3 separate regions of the Pan troglodytes genome follow, and regions 1 and 2 are each linked to region 3. A link is a contact called in public HiChIP or PLAC-seq data. All regions are on one chromosome and are shown on one strand. The core of a region is the stretch at or near the end of the contact, and the rest is flanking DNA. Distances in the headings are between cores, read along the strand shown. Region 1 holds the start of HINT3 (histidine triad nucleotide binding protein 3). Region 2 holds the start of TRMT11 (tRNA methyltransferase 11 homolog). Region 3 holds the start of HDDC2 (HD domain containing 2).

Evidence for each region. HiChIP or PLAC-seq counts read pairs in DNA pulled down with a chosen protein or histone mark.
Region 1: an H3K4me3 HiChIP or PLAC-seq map of stem cell-derived excitatory neurons shows a contact between it and region 3, with 7 times the contacts expected there. The contact joins the promoter of HINT3 here to the promoter of HDDC2 in region 3. A contact is called at or near these places in 2 of 7 Hi-C or Micro-C datasets (induced pluripotent stem cells and stem cell-derived neural progenitor cells) and 1 of 1 datasets of contacts at active chromatin or transcription factors (stem cell-derived excitatory neurons).
Region 2: an H3K4me3 HiChIP or PLAC-seq map of stem cell-derived excitatory neurons shows a contact between it and region 3, with 7 times the contacts expected there. The contact joins the promoter of TRMT11 here to the promoter of HDDC2 in region 3.

The regions. Positions count from the first base shown.
Region 1 is chr5:137,833,144-137,836,244 of NHGRI_mPanTro3-v2.0_pri, reverse strand. It overlaps HINT3 (histidine triad nucleotide binding protein 3), which reads right to left and starts at 1,392. Exons shown (of 5, transcript XM_001165850.4): 1 at 901-1,392. The coding sequence starts at 1,101.
Region 2 is chr5:137,862,951-137,865,853 of NHGRI_mPanTro3-v2.0_pri, reverse strand. TRMT11 (tRNA methyltransferase 11 homolog) reads right to left here and starts at 1,427. Exons shown (of 15, transcript XR_010158188.1): 1 at 1,233-1,427.
Region 3 is chr5:137,180,278-137,183,181 of NHGRI_mPanTro3-v2.0_pri, reverse strand. HDDC2 (HD domain containing 2) reads left to right here and starts at 1,577. Exons shown (of 6, transcript XM_001152848.8): 1 at 1,577-1,899. The coding sequence starts at 1,816.

The DNA.
Region 1 (3,101 bases), core at 143-2,642, 650 kb before region 3:
GCTTACAAAATACTGTAAAATCACCTGACCACAGCACGAGACATTGTAACTGGCTACCTCCTCTGTATACATTCCGCCCTTTAGATTGTAAAATCGGGACACAGACTGTCCCTTATCTTGCTCAAAAACCTCCAAAACAAGGTGCTTAGAAGGAATTCTATTTATTTTTTTAAAAATAAAGGAATGTTTACTACAAAAGACACAATCTTTGGAGCTAATTCTCTCAAAAAGTTGTTTCTATATGGACAAGTAAAACCAACAGAATAAAGTGTGTGCCAGATTATCCGCTTAAAAATATCTGGGCAAAGTCTTCATGCTCTGAAAATGTCCACGCATCCCAACTGACAGTGGAATTCAGAGGCAATTCAATAATAGTTTGACCTCAGACCCACTCCCTCCAGCCTATTTTCTGCCAATCTAACGAACAGCTTTCCACAATTATCATTACCTATTTTCTACTAGTTTTCTCATCAGTATCGGTATTAGAGTGTGCAGGATTTAAAATCAGTATCTTGAAGGTGGAGAAGAATCCTTGTAATAAAAGCAGAGGCCACAAAATGTTATTTGTACCAAGTACCTGGGTACCTGCAAACATAGGCCAAAGCATTCGGCCCTGTCATTCACTCTTTGCCCCTTGGAACAGCAAAGATACCGCTGGAGCCACTGCCTGTCCGTCCCCTAGGAGTGAGTCTGTCATCAGCACCCGGACCCCGCAGAAAGGCCCGTAGTGGGCGTATCCCCAGCTTCCCCGAGCCCCATCCACACAGAGCGGCCCTGCCTCTGCGAGCTGAGTAGCGATCGGGATCCTCTGCACCCGCTCCACAACGGCGAGGCCTCCCTGCCGGAGCTCCGAGGGGCGGCCAGGTCCTCACCCACCCCCGGCCGCGCGTCGCCGCCCACCTCGCAGTGCAGGAGTTCGGTGCCCGGGTCCTGCCGCCCCGCGATCCGGCAGAACACGCAGGTGCTGTCGTAGTCCTTGGGCTCTGGTGACTTGGCAGCGGCTTCACAGGTCCCCACTGAGGAAACCGTAGTTTCTGCAGTCGCCGAGGCCTCACAGTCGGGGGCCAGGCCGGCGCTGCGGTTCACCTGTTCCTCCGCCATTGCACCCGCCCCTCGCGGCCTAGAGCCTCGGCCTCTCCAGCGCTACCGGGCCCGCGCAGTCTCCGCGTCCCGCACCTCCTCCGTTTTACCTCGAGACGTCGCCCCTCGCCTGACGCTGGGCGGTGATCCAGGCTTGGGGGAGACGGAAGGAGACGCGGTGAGGAACTTCAAAGCCGGAGGCCGGCCTGAAAACCGGCTGCCACTAGAGGGCGCGCAATGGCGCTGCCGAGAGTCGTCCTGACCCCTGCGCCTCGTTGGTAATGACGCACGACGTCTGCCAAGGCGCAGAGCGCCCAGCGCGTCGTGGTGACATCACAGAGGCGCGGGAGCGTTTGACATAATGGAGCTTGTTGGGTGTTCTGGACAGGCGTTCTTCAAAGCCCATAGTATAGCGTGTCCAAATATTGTATTACGCTGCCGTTTTTTTTTTTTTAAGTTTTTTAAAGTTTGATTTTTAAAATTCGTAGGTTTTTAAAGAATGAGCAAAATTCCTAAAGCCTTGTTTTCAACAGACATCATGTTTGCTGCTTTTTCAGCCACGATAATTGTAGTTTAAACTCAAAATGTCCAAAACTGACCTTTACATCTCTGTTGACTTTTTATTGTTGTTAACAGCACAGTTAGATCAAAATAGCGACCTTTTTTTTTTAATCTCACATTCCTCATATACAAGTAGATGTGGAGTCCTATAGTTAATAGTCTGAAATATCCCAGAAATTCAGTGCCAGTGCCTCATAATGCCTCACCTAGACCAATGCAATCACCTTCTAACTTATTTATTGATTTTCCTGTCACTCAGACAAAACCTTCTGTAACTATGTGCTCAAAGAAAAAGTACCAGTTCCTTAGCTTGGTGTTCAAGGTGGACTCTGATTTGACCTCAGCTTTTCGTTTTGTGATACTTCGCACTTGCTGAGCATCTAAAACATGCCATATATTTCTCTAATTGTCAAAAAACGCAAGGTTGGTTTTATAACCACCGCTCTAGAGATGAAGGACCAAACTCAGAGTTGCCCAGTCCCACACAACTAATTAATAGTGACAGAGTTTAAGATCAAGGTTTGTCTAACTCCAAAACCCACCAACCTTTTTGACATACAGCACTCCTTTTTTAACACCAAAAAATTTGTTGGACTAGCTCACTATAGTAGTTATACCCTTGGTATTTGCTGATTTAGAAAATACATAACAAATTGGGAATTCAGTAATGATTTTTAATGGATTTATGTTGTAATAAAAAGTGGTTGTATGTGTTTTGAATTGTTGTACATATACATTCAAGACATTTTTCATTCCTTTTTGTAGTTGGCCAGTAGTTTGGGGAACCACTACAATAGCTTCACTGCCTTTCAGCACCCCAAAGCAGAGTTCAGAATCAATACATTAGAGTTTTGCCAAATTTTAGTATTCACAATTTCCATGCCTGTACTACACCTTCACATCACTGCTTTTATTCACACAGTTCTCTCTCAAATATTCTTGTTTCCATCTCTTCACTCCAAATTCTACCTTCCAAGCCACCCCTCCAATGCTACCTCCTTCATGAAATTTTCTTTAGCCAAACTGACATAAGCACATCCTCTTGCAAATTCATATAACAGGTTTTCAATATTTCTCTTGTAGGATTTGTCTCTTTGTATCTTATAGCTATTTATGTACTTATTTATCCTGCTAGAAATTATGTTTCTTGGCAACAAGATAGGGTGTGTGAATCTTCCATAATGCCTAGTACAGTTGGAACAGGAATTAAAGAATGTGTAAGCAAAAACTCAGTTGTATGTAAGAAAACCCAGTTCCCCCTGAGGAGGAGAAAGAGGTAGAGTCCTTTAAAAATTAACTGCCTGTTTTTCTGTCTGTGGCTAGTGAGCCTTATCTCTCCCTTTCCCAGGCGTTGTGAAGATCCTGTTTCTCTAGCTGTGCAGCTGCAAAGTCACTAGACAGATAAACTCAAGTCATAAAATATGTTTTTCCTTGAAAAGTAAGAAATTATGTAATGCATA
Region 2 (2,903 bases), core at 178-2,677, 680 kb before region 3:
CAACCACATCAAATTCAGTGTAAACAAAATTTAAATCTTACATCTGCCTATGTTCTCTATTTTAAATGGAGACACTCCTACCTATATACACCCCAGGAGTCATACCTGACTGGTGCCTCTTTCCCACATATTCAATCAATCCAGCCTTAATGACTGTATGGCCTAAATATTTTCCCAGTCTATCCCATCCTCTTACTCCTTACCTAGGTCAGACCTTCTTAATCTATTAACAAGACTATTCCGACAGACTCCTAGTCTCTGGCTCAAGTCTTATTCTTTTCAAATCCATCCTCCATAGTGTTGTCAAACTGATTTAATTTTGTGGTCACTTTTTTACTTAAGGCTTTTCAATAAATCCCCCTTCCAAGTTCCAGGGTATTCAAGGCTTTCATTTTCTGGCCTCGATCTACTTCCCTTGCTCTCTTCTTACCACTCTCTGCCACATAACTAGTGATCCAGTAATAATGAACACCTTGTAATTCTAATTTACTGATTTATCTCCTTGGCCCTCTAACTCCTATTCATCCTTTATTTCAAGTGTCATCTCCTCTGGAAGCCCTCTTAAAGGCCAACATCCCCAACCCCTCAGGTAGATTAGATTTCCCTTCCACGTGCTCTCATATTTCCATGTGCATCTATCACTGCACTTACCGACGCTCTTCTGTCATTCTACGCCTATGTGTCTGCTCAGCCCTTATTCTAAACAGTAAGCTCCTAGAGGGCAGAGATTGTTTACATCATCGTTACATGCCCAGCGTACCGATCTTCGACTACATGCATTCTGAAAACGTTTCTTGAATAAATAAAACACTCTTCTCAACTTCTCCATCATCTAATCCCCACCACCATCCCCTCCACTGAGCTTGATCCGCAGATTCCAATACTTCAAACACCAGCCTGAGCATTTGTTAGCTGTCTCTATTCTCCGCTAGACGAAGAGCTCCGGGAGTGAGATGACCGGTCATATTCACCTGCCTAACTCCGGTACTTGCTACACGGGCAAAAGAATGAATGAAAAGTTTAAGCAGGCCGAGGGGTTCGGTCTCGGACTTCTCTCACACACACCCTCCGCCAAGCTCACCCCGCCCGAGGACTGGGGACGCGTGACCCGCGCTGACCAGCGAAGACCCCCGAATCCCAGCTTCCTCGGGCTATGCAGATCACCTCCACCCATTCCACTCCACTCCAGCGTCCTCTTCCGTCGGAAGTTCCGGAGGGCGCTACGGACTCACCGGCAGGCGGAACTCCAGATGCTCCTGCGCCATTAGGAGCAGATACCTGTTAAGGGTACACGACAGCGCCATTGCAGCTGCCCACCGTGCGCCTGCGCGGCCCGCGCTAGGTCCCTCTTTCTCCCTCCCAAAGCCGAGTCTCCACAGAGACAGAGCCTGAAGGGCCGGAAGCGGAAGCTCTGCGAGGCAGGCGCTATCCCGACGTTTCTCGCGCTCCGAGTCCGAAACTCCGGCTGCTGTGGGAGGGGCTTCCTCACCTGCGAATGCCTGGTGGTTAGGGGTCTCCCAGCGCTGGTAGCTGGTGAGCGGGGACGCGTGGTTTTCAGGAGTAGCTTGTGATAATAAGACAGTATATTTCCCAGTTATCGTTCCACTTGGAGTGTGCTTCCAGCTTTCTCTACAGCCCTTCAAAACCTGTTCTTCAAAATTGGACTGAAATTTCACCATTTCCTTAGAAATTTCACCATTTCCTTGTAGGTTTGTCTAACCAGCACAGCTTTGGGAACTGATTTAGTTGGACCAGTCATTTAACAGTATATTTTTCGTATTTATGTAACAACTTTTCGAGAGCACATGCCTTATAACCCAATTATAATAAACTCTTGAGGTCTGATATAATCTTTTATGGTTCACTCTATTCTTAACAAAAACCAAAAGAATATCTTCCTCAAAGTAGGCAATAATTATTAGGTTGTGTTATTTGTTAGACTCAGGACTAAATCCACAGCCAGCCATAAATTAAAGCTTCAAGAAAGTTCACACTGGCACAGATTTCATAGCAGATAGTTTATGAAATATATTTTAATTGCATATTCTATGTATATATGTGACTTTTTTTTTTTAAAACAATCTTGCTCTGTCACCCAGGTGCGTGCAGTGGCGCAATCATAGCTCACTGTAACCTTGAACTCCTGGGCTCAGGGGATACTCCTACCCTAGTCTCCCAAAGTGCTAGAATTACGGGCTCAAGCCCTCCCTCCGGGCTATTTCTGCTTTTGAGAGTACCGAGCCCTTTGCCCTATTAAAAATTATTTCTTTTGCATTTCTCTGTGGTATTGTACAAGGTGCAAAAGAGTATGTATCTGGCATATCCCCAGCGGCATGTGCCAGAAACGTAGTTGATGCGTAGTGGTAGTGATTAAGAACATAGGCTGTGGTGTCAATATTAGATTCAAACCTCACTTCCACCATTTACCATGTATATGCTCTTAACCTCTCCGAGCTTGAGTTTTCTTTTAAAAATGGAAAAACACACTGCCTCCTGCAAAGGATTGTTACAAGGATTAAGTGGAATAATGTTCATAAAGTGTTGAATATAACATCTGGCATATTGAATGGGGCCAATAAGTGGCACTTGACATTTTTCTTAAGAAAATCACATGAGAATTTTTGTTAGCAAGAGATCTGTTTTTGTTAGGAATATGTCTCAAGTTCATTTGTGCTAAGTGACTCGCAGAAGCATAGCTGTCTCTTGACCCCAAAACTTCAGAAAAGGGGGTAAAAGTACTTTGAGACAAGAAAAGTTGTTTACTATTTGAGAAGAGAGGCCAAGGTTGGGACAGAAAACCAATGAGATGTTGGGGGAATGATGTGCAGTACTTGATATGCCCCATCCCCAGAACTTGTCAAATCTTCAGCAAAATTAATATGGAATTTTGATGGGGCAACTTT
Region 3 (2,904 bases), core at 328-2,827:
GCAGAAGAGAAAGAGAGCAAAGGGGAGAAGTGCTACACACCATTAACCAGATCCCATGAGAACTCACTCACTATCACAAGAACTGCAAGGGGGAAGTCTGCCACCATGATCCAATCACCTCCCACCAGGCCCCTCCTCCAACTTTGAGGATTACAGTTTGACATGATATTTGGGTGGGGTCACAGAGCCAAACTATATCACTCCTTAAACCTCAAATGCCTCCTCCTCTATTCACAAACATTCTAGCCTCCTTTCTTCCCAGAGGCCTAGCAAGATTGCACTCCACAGGCCCCCTTTGAAGTTAGACGTGGCAGTGTTACTTATTTCACCAATGATACGTAGACGAAAGGTCATATATCACTTCCAGAGACAGGCTTTAAGAGCCAGAGTGCCACTTTTCTTTTTTCCAATTCTGGCAAAAGAGAGCAAAGAAAGCCTCCTAGCTCCCTGAGTAAGGTTAGAGCAAGCAGCATCCTCTAGCTGATCTACAATAGACACTTAGCATGAGAGAGAAATAAACCTTTGATGTGTTAAACTGCTGAGATACAGGAAATAAGGAGGTTGTTTGTTATTATAACATCCCAGCCTATACTTTGCTTCCTAATTTGGTGAGAAAATAGAAGCAATCAGAAGAGAACTTCTACAACCTCCCATGACCACATGTGTGACTGATTAGTCACCCTATACTCTGTCCTCCTCCAATATTTGAATGAATTCTCCATATTCCTAACTAAAGCCCATCTTTTATCTTGTACACCAGATGGGAATATTTTTCCTTACTCAAGGCTGACATTCAAATATTTCTCTTCTTTGTCTCTTATATAATCAATGTTTCCCTTTCTACTAGATCCCCTTCATCAGTAAATAAACATACATAATATCTCCTGTTTTGAAACAATCTCTCCACTAGTTAACAGCACCCCAACCCCATCTCCAATGTGCTGTAATACTTGCTCCTATTCTCTTCAGAATTATCTCACTAGGTTCTGCTTGTCCCACTACACTGAAAACTACTTTTGTCAGGGTAACCAATAATATTGAATTTACTAAGTCTGGAAGTCAAACCTTGGTCCTTACATTGACTTGGTTGACCATATTCCTTCCTTCTTGAAATATTTTTGTACATGGCTTCCAGGACACAACTATCCTACCTACTAATCCTCTTCCTACCTCACTGGCTGTTCCCTCTTGATCTCACAAAGTCTAAATGTTGGGGTTCAGGTCTTGGGTGTCTTTTCTTCCTCATTCACACCCTCTTGCCAGGTGACCTCATCCAGTTTCATGGTTTTACACTGTCAACTGAAGAATAACGAGGTTCATAAATTTAGAAAGGAGAGCTTTATTTTTCATAAAGAGTACTGAGTGTCAAGTATGTGCCAAGCAAGGTGTCTGCCACTGACGGAGCAATGCCCAAGCAGCGGACACCAAGGCCAAGAAGGCGAAGGCTGGACAGAAGGTCCTGAGAAAACCGTGAGAATATGGAGGAGGGGGAGGAGGAATAAGAACAGGAGGAGGAGGGGGAGGAGGAATAAGAACAGGAGGAGGAGGAAGAGGAGGGGGAGAGAGGAAGAGGGGCAGGAGGAAGAGGAAGAGGAGAAAGCGGAAGTGGGGGAGGAAGAAGAGGAGGAGGAGGAGTTGGAAGGGGAGGAGGAAGAGGGGGAGCAGGAAGAGGGGCAGAAGGAAGAAGAAGAGGGGGAGGAGAAAGAGAAAGAAGAGTAAGAGGAGGGGGAAGAAAGACAAGGGGAAGGGGAGGAGGAGGAGGACGGGGAGGAGCTTCGCCGCGGCCTGCTCCGCCCAGCCGGGGTCGGTGGCCGCATGGCTTCGGTCTCCTCTGCGACCTTCTCGGGCCACGGGGCTCGGTCCCTACTGCAATTCCTGCGGCTGGTAGGGCAGCTCAAGGTGAGCGGGCACCAGGCCGGGAGGCCGCGGCCGAGCGGGCGGGACTGTGGGGCGGCGGAGCTTCCGGCCTCCCCGCTCGGCCCGCGGTCTTTCCCCTTCCTGCGCCGCGTCAGCCACGCCGAATTCGGGAAAGGCCCCAGTCCTGCGGATGCGGCCGCGCGTCGCCGACGGTGGACGGAGGAAGCAGCCGGCGGGACAGGCTGGCCAGCTGGGGCGGCCCGGAGTCTGAGCCTAGAGCCTGGCGCCGCGAGGTCCGCCCTGCAGCCGCGCCGGTTCCCGGAGAGCAGCCGGCCTGGCCCTGCCTGCACTGAGCTTTTCCGGGGCTCACGACCCCAGAACTCATGTGTGTGTGTGTGTGTGCGCGCGCGCGCGCGCGCTCACGACCTGTGTGTGTGTGTGTGTGTGTGTGTGTGTGTGTGTGTAAAGCGCGGCTGCTTCTGAGCACGGGTGGGAAGAACAGAATCTGTCGGCTCTTCAGATTTTAAGTGGAGCTTTTTATGTCTGTCTCACAGTTACTTCCAGAAACAAGACTTTTCTCCCGGCCACCCCGCAAACGGGATTTAATGTAATACACACGAGTTTCATCATGTGCGTCTTCCCTGTCTCTCTCCCAAGTTCAAAGTAAATTATCCGTTTCATGCCACTCTGACTACTATTTATAACATTCCTTAGAGATGTAGAATTCTGAGGAAGAAATGCAGTTTCACAAGATGAAGTTATGATGTGAATAAAAGGAAGAGTCACGGCTGGTGGTAGCATCAAGCAGTTAGAAGTGCCCTTATCCCTTGTGCCTCAGAATTTGGAAGCCTATCACTCGTTCACTTTCAGACCCTTCAATACAGTGTTTTCTGCTTGTGTAGGATTATTTGAAGGCACAAAGCCGCAACTCTTGTTCGGAAAAATGCAGTTTTGTTTTTGTTTAAAGGACTTGCATATGTTCCATAATTATACATCAGTAACAGAGTAATTTGACGAATGGACTTTGTGACTTAACTCTCTCTGTCT